2 separate regions of the Zea mays genome follow, and region 1 is linked to region 2. A link is a contact called in public Hi-C data. All regions are on one chromosome and are shown on one strand. The core of a region is the stretch at or near the end of the contact, and the rest is flanking DNA. Distances in the headings are between cores, read along the strand shown.

Region 1 (6,577 bases), core at 168-2,667, 190 kb after region 2:
CGCTTGACACAGAATAGTGGTGTCGTTAACACTACAACAGATGGAACTAATTATTATGGAAGACTCACTGACATCATAGAATTGTCTTATAAAGATGATTATAAGGTGGTTCTGTTCAAATGTGATTGGTATGACGTTCATCACCGCAATGGCATAAAACATGATGAGTTTGGATTCACCCTTGTAAATTTCAAACGACTGATACACACTGGAGGCAAGATAGATCATGATCCCTTTGTTTTCTCTTCACAAGTATTCCAAGTGTTTTATGTGGAGGACCCAAAAGCAGATGGATGGAATGTGGTAGTATCAGTAAGACCAAGGGATCTATTTGACATGGGTGCTGAACCATCTGGTGGTGACGACGATGAAACGACATAATTTTCTAGGAGAGCTAATATATTTTCAGTCATTTTGTTACAATGTCATTTTATTCAATGCTGCTGTAATCAGTGAGAATCTTGTACGACATATTCTTAAAATATAGTTACAATATGATTTAATTTCAGAAAGTTGTCAACATGTCCGAATGGTGTTAATCAGTAAGCTTGAAGTCCACATTCGATGCAGCATCACATTTGAAAACAACTTTTTCATTATCGACTATCCTTAATTTTTTCATGTAAAAAACATAAAAATTCAAACGTACTTGACTATGAGATGAGTCTCTGGGCTGGCTATGAGGGTTCAGATTGAATACAATGTAGGATGTCACACCCCAAAAATTCACATTTTGGGGATGTGAGCTTTTCATCATGCAAAACTATTTTAAACAACAAGTTTCACTAAGTTTTAAAACTTTTTTTATTGAAATTATCCTTATGAAAAAAACACAAGGAATTATTTTTAAATTTACTCTCAAGTATATTCCTTGTTGGAGATAGAGAGAATAATATAAATAATATTTTCAATTAGCTTTATATTTTATTTTAATTGTTGGAAAAAAATAAATAGAGAACAATATAGAGGCAACTTTATATTTCAAATTCTCTAGCATAAATACTATATTTTATTTTGCATACATGTCAATGTGCATTTTACATAACTTCATGCATTCATAATTATAAAATGTTCTCTGGAATTTTCCATGATTTTACAATTTTTTGGTTTTTCAAAATAGATCATGGTTTTTATTTTAAAAATATAAATCAGTTTATAGGTGAAATATGAGAACCAAATACATTCTAAAAATAACTAGAACCATTGTAATAAATCTTATAAAAGATGTTGTTTCTTTGGGCTAGCCGGCCTGTAGTTGCGCGCCCAGGCCGCAACCTGGGCCTGGGCCGCGCATCTGACCCACGCGCGGGGTGTGGTGCACGCCCAAACTCCCTGTAGCCGTATGATTCAAGCCGACGGCCAGGATCTTCCATGCACTGTAGCAGGTTCTATAAAAATCTAAAATCTCGGGGTGAGGTGGAACCCTAGCTCATTTCTGTCATCCCTAGCCGCCACAAAACAGCCGGCCACCAGGTTGTCTCCTGGCCGACCGCGCTCTGCTGCTCAAAACTTCCTCTCTCCCTATCTGTTATGCCTCGGCCAAAATAGCTCTTGGCAAACGGCTTGGCAAGCAGCTGTCTGCTGGCTTCTTGCCTTAGCCAAATGAAGATCATATTTTTCACGACCTCTCTTTTATTTGTTTTAGTTCTTTTTTTTGTTTGACTGAATCTCAGAGAAAACGTCTTGCTCCCTCCACCAGGCCGCCAGGACGCAACGTTTCTCTCTTTTGAATCTGCTGTTTTTTTTCTTGAATCCGACGCTAGTTCCCTGGCCTAGCGCAGGCATGTCTTTTCATTTACCAGAGATGGTCGGCCGATTATGGGGCGCTGTCTCTAACCTTTTAAAAACTCGGATCTAGTTCTCATTTACTCGAATCCCTTACTGTGAGAATGAATGTATGAGATGGATCTAATGTAATATTTGGGATCGAGTTATGAGTTGATTAAAAAAACGTGGATCCGAGAGTTTGCGTTATTTCTGTTATTTTCTGTGATGATTTTCTGTACCTATTCTAATCTGTTCTGTCATCTAGGCCGTGGATGTAAAAAAAGATCCCGAGCCACTGATCTCTGTTGACCAAGATTTAAAAATGATTAGGGTTAGGTTATTAAACCCTAACCCTAAAACCTCGATCTATTTTACTATCTCGGATTTCCTCGGTTTGGTCGAGACCAAGTCTCATTTAGTGGCCGAAAATCCTAGATTTAGGGTCAGGTAAAACCCTAACCCGAGAGATCTAAAATTCTTTCTGTCTATTCTATTTCTGTCTGTTCTCGGGTGATGAACGATGATAAAAAAATTTGAGTTCATTCACATAGATCCGAGACCTTTCTGTGATCTCATAAAACGAGCTCTTGGAAAATCTAGCTCTTTGAAATATTGGCTGAGAGCTTATAAATGTTGATATTGACTTTGGTAATATGTATTTAGCTTCTCGAACCTTAAATATATGTTATAAAAATATCAGTGACAACCTTTACGAAACGAAGGTAGTAGTTTTTGTACATTTTTTAGTAAGACAAAGTTTAACTTTGATTTTTAAAAGTCAAACATTATTTGAATTTAAAACGTGTGTGGAATTGAAAAATCGATGGCTAGCTAATCAAATTGGTCAATAAACTAGTCAACGTGATCAAACTAAAAAAATGTTGCACTTTATTACTTGAGAAATTTTCCAGTAGAAATTTTCCAGTTGAAATTTTAAAAGAATAAATCTAAATAATTAATGAAGTGTTTCTTGGCGCGCTTAAACTTCTCGAAAATATTGTGCTTTCGGCTTTCGCGCTCTGTTTATCCGCGCCAAAAAATTCCCCCCCCCCTAAAGTGTTGGAACCACCCTCCCATGTTTCTCGATCACACCTCCTAGAAATCTCCTCCGGTTCTTCCACCTCCCTGTAGTTCTCGCTCTCCTGCCACCATTCTCTTCGTGCTCCTGCTCCATATGCCCTCCTTTCAGTCTGCTGCTTGATGATCCATCGCCCAGCTGCTGGTTGATCCGTCGCCCAGCTGGTAACAGATTTCTTCGTGGGTGCAGTAGTACCATAACTGACCCACCCTCTAATCTTTACTCCGACCTACAAGGTACTGCTGTAGCCTGACTCAATCAATGTGATTTTACTGAAGCATTCACCGATTATACAATCATTTGTAGCCACAAATGCACAACGTTTTTTAATCTGCTGTCAACGATTGCAACTTTTTTATTTCAATCTGGTAATTCTTAAATCAATCTGCTGTCACCGCATGCAATACTTTTAATTTTGATCCGGTAATTCTTAGATTAATCTGCTGTCACTGAATGCAACTATTTGATTTTCATCTGGTTATTCTTAGATTAATCTGCTATCACCGATTGCAAATATTTTGATTTTGATCTGGAAATTCATGGATTAATCTGCTGTCACCGAATGCAACACTTTTAATTTTGATCTGGTAATTCTTAGATTAATCTCTGTCACTGAATGCAACTATTTGATGATAATTCTTAGATTAATCTGTTGTCACCAATTGCAACTTTTTTTAATATTTGCGTCAGTACTGGAGCATTGAATTCTATTGTTCTGAGTTCTGTTTACCAAATTGTCTGTCTGCAGTTGCACCTTGTGTTACATGATTTTAATTAAACTGCATAAGACAAATGAAATTGTTATTCTTATGCTGGCTGTGTAATCTTGATACATCCTATTTCAATAATTTTTAGCATCTCCTGTAATCTGAAATGTTAATCTTGTAGGGAAAGAAGTAATGCCAATGAAACACAGAAGACTACAAAGTCTGAACTTAGAAGCTGAGACACAGGAAAACGTGGAACAACATGAAGATGTCCAAGATCCACAACCAGAGCTCACCATTGGGTTTCCTGAGGGAGAAGCGCCAACAAGGAATAAGTCATTCAAAATAATATGTGAGTTTGTCATTTTGTTCTCAAACATTCTTATAGATATATGAACATCAATGTATGATCCATGACATTATTAATTTAAGGGCAAAATGGAGTTGTTCGGGAGGTTTTTAGAAATTTCCGAACAGCTGAATTGTGGGATCTGAAAGGAGGAAGAGTACTAGTTGAAACTGACAAGAATGGCATTCCCAATCAGTGGTCTGAATCCATTCTCTCGTCATACCTTGGTGAGCTTGCACAGAATTCATCATTTGCACCATTACACATTCCGAGATGGGACAACAAATTATTCAAAGGTCCAAAGGAACGCATCATCAAAGATGTTGAGGTACATGATACTTTTCAGTCTAAATCTTGTGTTTGTGGTGATAATTTTTATTCTAAATCTTGAACTGCAAATCATTCACCTATTGATCTTTCAATGTTTTCAATAGAAAAAATTTATCTATAGTAGTGAGACAAAATGGTCTACTCGAGATTGGATTCTTAAGACAGTGAATAAAAGGTGGAGAGACTACAAGTCAGACTTGAAGAAACAATACTTCAATCCAGATAAGAGGTCTTTTGACCAGATTGAAAAGGATGTCCCTGATGGTGTGAATGAAAATCAATGGAGTTTTCTGTTAGGCATATGGTGCAGTGAAGCACATCAGGTTAGGATTGCCACCTACAGTATTTTTTTTCAATCAGCAGTGTAAATAAATATTTTTATTTGCATTAACTAATGTTGCACTCTTAGAAATTATGCCGGACAAATGCGGAATCTGGAAAGAAGCAGAGGCATCCACACACTAGCGGTAGGAAAAGCCATGCTAGACTTAAGAAGGAGATGGTAATGGCTCTGTCTGTTATCTTGTTTCCATTTTGGAGTCACTATGAAAACAAAATGATCCTGTCAGATTGTGTTCTTTTGCACAGGAAGACAAGAAGAAAGGAAGCATCACTAAAATTGATCTTTGGGACGAGTCTCATAAGAAGAGGAATGGGAACTATGTCAATCAAAATGTGCAAACACTTATGGTATTCACTGGTTCCTGTACTACACTTTAATTAGTTTTTATTCAAATTGTCAATCATTTTCTCTGTTAATTTTATGAAATTTGAAGGGTAAGGCCTTCGATGAATTAGAGAACAGGAGAAAGGACAAGGGGACACTTTCTACTAGTGATTATGATGATGTGTTTGAGAATGTCATAAGAAAAGACTTGAACATTCGTGGGTACTATGATGATACACATTGGAGCAATGAAACTGATTCACATGTTCAATCAGAGGAGAACAAAATGATTAGAAGGGACCTAGAGCTTGCTATTTCTGGGTTTAGGAACATTAGAGCATTCCTAGAAAAAAGTTTCCAGAAGAGGAATTGCTAAGCACAATTCTAGCTACTGGATCTGGAAGCACTACAGTAAGTGGCTTTGTCATTTTTGCAGTATCAATTTAATGCACACTTTGGTAATCTACTGTCTTCCATTACTTTCCAGCAGGTTGATACTAAAGACAATGAAAATGTCTCATTGCAATATGATAATGTAGAACGATCCAGTTATGAGAAATCACCTTCACCATACAATGAACAGGCAACCCAAATTTCCTTTCCTGCAATATAAATTTAATTTTATATCATACTTCATAACAGACTGGTTGTAGTATTCTTCTCCTTATATATTGCTGTTGCAGATTTATACTAGAGATTATAATATTGCCAAGGTGGGTTGCTCTGATCATTCAGTACCAAATGACAACATAGCTTTCAGGGTAAGTCAGGAATATTACTAGGTACTTGATTCATGAATTTCACAGTAGACACTGTTATATATTCAGTTCAAAGGGATTGATAAGAATTTCTAGTCTTAGCTAGAACTATTAATTATTTGTGCCTTCTGTATTTCCAGGAATCACAAGTTACAAGGTCTAGTGACTTGAACCAGGAACTCAACAATGGATCACTATCTCTAGATAAAGAAATGTCTGATAAGGTTAGTACTAAACAACATTGCATTACTTGAAATTTAGTATGATGTTCATTACAGATGTGTCTTCTGTATTTACAAAGCTCAATATCATGTGTCACAGGAAACTCAAAGCAAGCAACAACAACAAAGCAAATTGCAACAGGTATCTCCATATTGATTATACTTCCATGCTTCATTCTATTTCTTTGAATATGGATAGATCTACTTGCAGATTTTCCAGTATGTACATAAGCATTTGTTTGGCTACTCTTTTATTCTTGTAGAATAAACAGAAGACTGTCTTGTTGTACTCAACAAGGAAAAGAAAACTAGGCCAAGTTTTTGCTGTTGGTAATCTTATATCTAGAGATACTACTCATGAAATTGGAGGAACTGTACTTGGGGATGGATATTATGCTGTTGCGGTTCATTATCTTAACAATGTTGAAGATGAAAGATTACCTCGACCACACGGAGATCTTAAAACTTTGGAGGATGCTGTGGGCATGTGTGTTGCTTGGCCTCGCACACATGTGAGTGCGGATTTCATATTTCATTTGATCTAGATAGTTTATTAGTGTTTATGACACATCCTGTTGCTTATTTGCAGCTTAAAAGGGTGAAGCCAACTACTGAGAAGCGCACTTGAATGGTTAGAAGACTGAAGATGCAACTAATGAATGAGCAAGTGTTATAGTGGAGAGTAGTTCTAGGATCAAAA
Region 2 (5,964 bases), core at 2,761-5,260:
GCAGCTGCCGGCAGCTTCGGAGGTCCCAGGAATTCCCGGGGCGCACGTACGTGCCCTGGAAATTGCCGGCGAAGGCTTGGACCAGGTCATCCCAGTTGGAGATCTGCCCCGGAGGCAGGTGCTCCAACCAGGCGCGAGCGGTGTCGGAGAGGAACAGGGGGAGGTTGCGGATGATGAGGTTGTCGTCGTCCGTTCCACCCAGTTGGCAGGCCAGGCGGTAGTCCGCGAGCCACAGTTCCGGTCTCGTTTCCCCCGAGTACTTTGTGATAGTAGTCGGGGGTCAGAACCGGGTCGGGAACGGTGCCCGTCGGATGGCCCGGCTGAAGGCCTGCGGACCGGGTGGTTCGGGCGAGGGACTCCGATCCTCCCCGCTGTCGTAGCGTCCCCCACGCCTGGGGTGGTAACCTCGACGCACCCTCTCGTCGAGGTGGGCCCGACGGTCCCGATGATGGTGCTCGTTGCCGAGGTGGCCCGGGGCCACAGGCGCGGTGTTGCGCGTGCGCCCGGTGTAGACCGAGGCATCCCGCATGAATCGGGAAGTCGCGGCATGAGGTTTCGAGGGGTATCTCTGCCTTCGGGAGGCAGAGCTCTCGGCCCGTCGGACCGCAGCGCCTTCCAGGAGATTCTTGAGCTCTCCCTGGATTCGCCGACCCTCGGTGGTTGATGGCTCCGGCATCGCGCGGAGAAGCATCGCTGCGGCAGCCAGGTTCTGGCCGACCCCACTGGATGCGGGTGGCGGCCTGACCCTGACGTCGTTGGCGACGCGGTGCTGGAGACCCTGGGGCAGGTGACGTATTTCTCCGGCCGGGGGTTGGCCCGCCCATACCTGCCCGACGTCCCGGCGGATCGGCTCAAGCGCTCCTGCTCCCTCGTCGAGCCTGGCCTGCGCCCCGCGGACTTGCTCGAGCTGTGGGTCGTGACCCCCCGCCGGAACGGGGACCACAGCTAGCTCCCGCGGGATGTCAGCGCGAGGCACCGGCCTAGGGAGATCACCGTCCCCCGGCATGCCGAGATGATTGCCTTCGGAGGGATCCCCTAGCTCGACGTGGAAACATTCGCGGCTTGGGCCGCAGTCCTCGTCGTCGAGGCTGCGGCTACCGTCGGAACAGTCGGAGAGGCAGTAGTCACATGTGGTCATGAAGTCCCGCATGGCACTGGGGTTGCCAAATCCAGAGAAATCCCAACAGATGCTGGGATCGTCATCTTCCTCGGACCCAGAGGGTCCGTAGGTCGAGACGTCCGTCAGCCGGTCCCAAGGCGACCGCATGCGAAACCCCAGAGGGGTTGCACTCGCCTCTACGAGAGCGCCCGCCAAAGCAAGGTCGCTAGGCGGGTTGAGGCTGAGTCGAAATGACGTAGGATGGGAATCGGTCGGTACCTTTTGGTCGACGAGCAGCGACATAGTCACGTCGGGGACTGATTGCACCGTCGTCTCAGGTACGAGGGCAACGTCCTGCAAGCTCTCCGCGAGCGCGCTGGCGTCGTCCACTTGCTCAGGATTGGCGTGTCGCGGGGAGACGGCGCTCGCCTTCGTCTCAAACGCGAGGTCGACGCCCGACGCGCCCCCCGTTGGGGCGCTGGGGATGTCGACTCGCTCGACAGCCGACGAGGCGCGACCTCCCGCTTGGCCTTGGTTGCCCCGCCTCCTCCTCCTTTGGCGGGGGAGAGGACGGGACGAGCTCGAATGTTGTTCTTCCACCACGCGGGGAAGGCGTCGTCGATTCCGCCGCCGGCGGGCGGGCTGTCGGCCGCCATTGTCGTTGTCGCGCGGCGGTGGAAGGAGTATCATGTCGTAGCTGCCGTCGAAGGACATGAACTCAAGGCTCCTGAAACGGAGCACCGTCCCGGGTCGGAGAGGTTGCTGGAGACTTCCCATCTGGAGCTTGACGAGAAGCTGTTCGTCAACACGCAGCAGGCCCCTACCTTGCGCGCCAACTGTCGGCGTTTCGAGACCGGGGGGTCTCTAAGCCGACGAGTGAATGTGCCGCGTGCCCCAGCCCAGATGGGTCGAGCGCGTGGGCGAGCGCGAAGGGGGGAAGCGAGGTGGCCGGAGTCGGGCGTGAGAGAGGTGGAAATCCCGCGACCTTCGTGTTCGTCCCGCGCCCAGGTCGGGTGCGCTTGCAGTAGGGGGTTACAAGCGTCCACGCGGGTGAGGGAAGCGAGCGGCCCCAAGAGAGCGCCTGCCCCGTCCTCGTCCCCGCGCGGCCGACCTTCTCTAGGAAGGCCCTGGTCCTTCCTTTTATAGGCGTAAGGAGAGGATCCAGGTGTACAATGGGGGTGTAGCAGAGTGCTACGTGTCTAGCGGGGGAGAGCTAGCGCCCTAAGTACATGCCGATGTGGCAGCCGGAGAGATCTTGGCACCCTGCTGGTGTGATGTCGTGGCCGTCAGAGGAGCGGCGGAGCCTGGCGGAGGGACAGCTGTCGGAGCGGTCGGTTCCTTGCTGACGTCCTTCTGCTTCCGTAAGAGAGCTGAGAGCCGCCGTCGTCACAGAGCATGCGGGGCGCCATCATTGCCTATCTGGCGGAGCTAGCCAGATGGGACACCGGTCTTGTTCTCTGCGACCTGAGTCAGCTTGGGGTAGGGTGATGATGGCGCTTCCTGTTGACGTGGCTGGCCTGCGCCCTAGGTTGGGCGACGTGGAGGCTCCTCCGAAGCCGAGGTCGAGTCTGTCTTCCATAGCCAAGGCCGAGTCCGAGCCCCCGGGTCGGGCGAGGCGGAGGTCGTTCGACAGAGGCCAGGGCGGAGTCCGAGCCCTGGGGTCGGGCGAAGCGGAGTTCGTCGTCTTCTGGGGCCGAGCCCGAGTCCGAGCCCTGGGTCAGGCGGAGCGGAGTTCGTCGTCTTCCGGGACTTAGCCCGAGTTCGAGCTCTGGGTCGGGCGGAGCGGAGTTCGCCGTCTTCCGGGACTTAGCCCGAGTCCGAGCCCCTGGTCGGGCGGAGCGGAGTTCGCCGTCTTCCGGGACTTAGCCCGAGTCCGAGCCCTGGGTCGGGCAGAGCGGAGCTTCCTATGGTGCCTTTGGCAGGGCCTGACTGCCTGTCAGTCTTACTCTGTCAAGTGGCACTGCAGTCGGAGTGGCGCAGGCGACGCTGTCCTTTTGTCAGGCCGGTCAGTGGAGCGGCGAAGTGACGACGGTCACTTCGGCTCTGCCGGGGGGCGCGTGTCAGGATAAAGGTGTCAGGCCACCTTTGCGTTAAATGCTCCTGCGATTTGGTCGGTCGGTGCGGCGATTTAGTCAGGGTTGCTTCTTAGCGAAGGCAAGGCCTCGGGCGAGCCGGAGATGTGTCCGCCGTTGGAGGGGGGCCTCGGGCGAGACGGAAATCCCTCGGTGTCGGCTGCCCTTGTCCGAGGCTAGGCTCGGGCGAGGCATGATCGAGTCGCTCGTATGGACTGATCCCTGACTTAATCGCACCCATCAGGCCTTTGCAGCTTTATGCTGATGGGGGTTACCAGCTGAGAATTAGGAGTCTTGAGGGTACCCCTAATTATGGTCCCCGACACATACCCATTAACATTACGATAGACATGATCATTTAAATCGTAAAAATAAGTACCAGCACAACAAATATATCGAACCCAACATAATTTTATCACAGATTCAACAATATTCAACATTAAATGGCAACATCATGTCTTCAAATCACACAAAACATAACATTGATTCTACAAAACCGTGGACAACATCATGCCTTCAAATCTAATTGTTCAATACACAATACTTAATATTTGAATCCGGATCCACGTGTCATATATTAGCGGGTTCCCCATTGGGTAGCAGATATGAGGCAACAGAGAACATACCCACGCCCACCGTATCCGATGGGTATAACAAATGACCTAATAAAATAACTATGAGTATCAAAACCCGTCATACCTGTGCCCTAATAGAATTTTTACCCGTCTGGTTTCGGGGTACCGATTGCCAGCCAGAGCGAGAGGGAGAGCGAGCGCGAGCGCGCAGTCGCCGTCCACACCGTTGAGTTTTTTCTCAGGCTTCGCATGGCCTGATTCATCCTACAGTCTCCAACAAGCCAAGCAAACGCCGCATCGCGCTTTCTCCGCTTCCTTCTTTCCCCTCACAGGGTCAGACCCCAACGCCGGGAGAATAGGGGATTAGGAGCCAGACCTGGCGGCGCCGGGCGTCCAAGAAACGCTGCCTAATAAAATCCCTCCGGCGTCTGTCGTCTTGACCGCGGCGGCGCAGGCTTCTTCTTTTCGCTCTCCACGTAAGTCTGCTACCTTTCCCCCCACGGTTCCAGCGCTTGCCCCCCTGCGGGAGCGTGTCTTGGATCCTTTGGTTGGGAATTGGGATTCGAAGCCGTCGTCGGGATTGTCTGTTCCCGTTCTTGAATTCTAGCGCGGAGGCGGATTGGATTCGAGCTGCGAGTTTTAGCTTACTAATTTTTCTGTGCGGTGGGTCGAGTAATAGAATCTGGAGGGCGTCCTTTTGTGCGATATTGTCAGTTCATAGCTGTTACTCAGCTCGATGATGCAGGCAGTGAGCTCAACATGTTCGATGAAATTGCTTACCCAAGTTACTTATCTAAGGAAGGATTGCTGCGGTCAGAATTACATCTTCAAGATTGTAGACTGACAACTGTGTTTCCAAACTTAAACTGACGGCAGGACATGCAAGAAGCAAGACACACTTAGGGCTGGTTTGGTGACTAGAGAATTGGGGGTTCATTTTCTCCCTCAATCCCCTTCAATATCACTTAATTCCCCGGTCATCAAACCGGTCAGAATTACAGCGTAAGGGTGGGTTTGGTGACCAGTGAATTGAGAATTCCCCCTCCAATTACTCTCAATTCCCTTATCACCAAACCAACTCTAAAGCTTAGACACGGCACCTACTGATTTATGTAGGACTAATTCCTATGGTCCTATCAATTGCAAGGGACATGCATCTGTGCCTATGATCCTATTTGTTACAGAGGAATATATAGATTTTCATGCATTTGTTCCTATCAATTTACTCATGTTTGTATTTTTTTTCCAGGGCAGCGTCATGAAGATTAAGGGGAACTTGCATGTTTGATGTACCCCTGTAGCAAAAAATTCTTGTGATAAAATTTGTTGAATTAGTCACTGTCAGGGAGGGATCTAGTTGTCAGTTGTTTGTATTAAAGCTGCTGGCACTTTCCTTGCAGGGTTTCTGTAGAATAAATGGGAGAAGGTAACAATTTTCAACTTTATATTGTTTCTTGTGGATCAATTGACTGTTGCACCTTTGCAACATCAGAGTCCGTCATTGTAGAATTGTGCTTTTCTGTTACCTTCAGAATTAGATGTTATTATACCTGCCATGTGTAAACATCAGCATGGCTGCGTGTTCCTCTTGGGGCCTCTTTGTCATGCCTCTGGAAGGCGCTTGGTCTACTGTACATAAACACTCTTTCGTATCTTAATCGAAAGGCAGAGCTCCTGCCACATCTTTCAAAAAAAATGCATCTCATTAACACTTAGACTTGATGTAGGATACTGGCTCTGTTCATTATCTTAAATTTCCAGATTTAGGAAGAAACTTCAGTTACTGATCATATTCTTCCTTTGCTTTGCATAGCACACTTGGATGAATGTTGTCATTGCCAAGGGTGTGCTGGCAAGTATACACTACTCAGAGATGAAGAAAACCCACGGTGGACAATCTTTGAGAGGCGGCTTCCTTGCTGTGGTTGTGGGATAGGATGGTCTTCGTAAGTATGCTTTACTACTCCAGTCTTCATATAAACTTCGGTTCACAATTGTCCATTGAGCATACTGTGGTTGCAGTTTTCTTTTAGGTTTCTTGTGTCCTTTGATTTGGTACTTTGCAACCACTCTTTACTGCTGCAAGTACTACAACAAAGATCCTCGAGAGCGCCCTGGGCTAGCTGCATCAGCTGTTGCGGTTCGTCCTAACCCTGAACATGTTACTTCCCAGTATGAACTATGAAGAAAATAGATGTGGATGTGTTTCCATGTACAA

Evidence for each region. Hi-C and Micro-C count contacts between places; a contact is called where the count stands out from the background.
Region 1: a contact with region 2 is called in a Hi-C map of tassel, with 2.4 times the contacts expected there. The contact joins the promoter of LOC103649663 here to the promoter of LOC103649661 in region 2. A contact is called at or near these places in 2 of 25 Hi-C or Micro-C datasets (ear and tassel).

The regions. Positions count from the first base shown.
Region 1 is chr3:9,187,810-9,194,386 of Zm-B73-REFERENCE-NAM-5.0, forward strand. It overlaps LOC103649663, which reads left to right and starts at 1,418. Exons shown (of 14, transcript XM_035966554.1): 1 at 1,418-3,081; 2 at 3,734-3,904; 3 at 3,985-4,229; 4 at 4,336-4,554; 5 at 4,641-4,748; 6 at 4,820-4,921; 7 at 5,008-5,120; 8 at 5,246-5,309; 9 at 5,389-5,481; 10 at 5,582-5,659; 11 at 5,797-5,880; 12 at 5,978-6,019; 13 at 6,141-6,389; 14 at 6,467-6,577. The coding sequence starts at 3,745. The coding sequence ends at 6,505.
Region 2 is chr3:8,994,072-9,000,035 of Zm-B73-REFERENCE-NAM-5.0, forward strand. It overlaps LOC103649661, which reads left to right and starts at 4,011. Exons shown (of 6, transcript NM_001328392.2): 1 at 4,011-4,222; 2 at 5,001-5,172; 3 at 5,560-5,692; 4 at 5,769-5,886. The coding sequence starts at 5,163.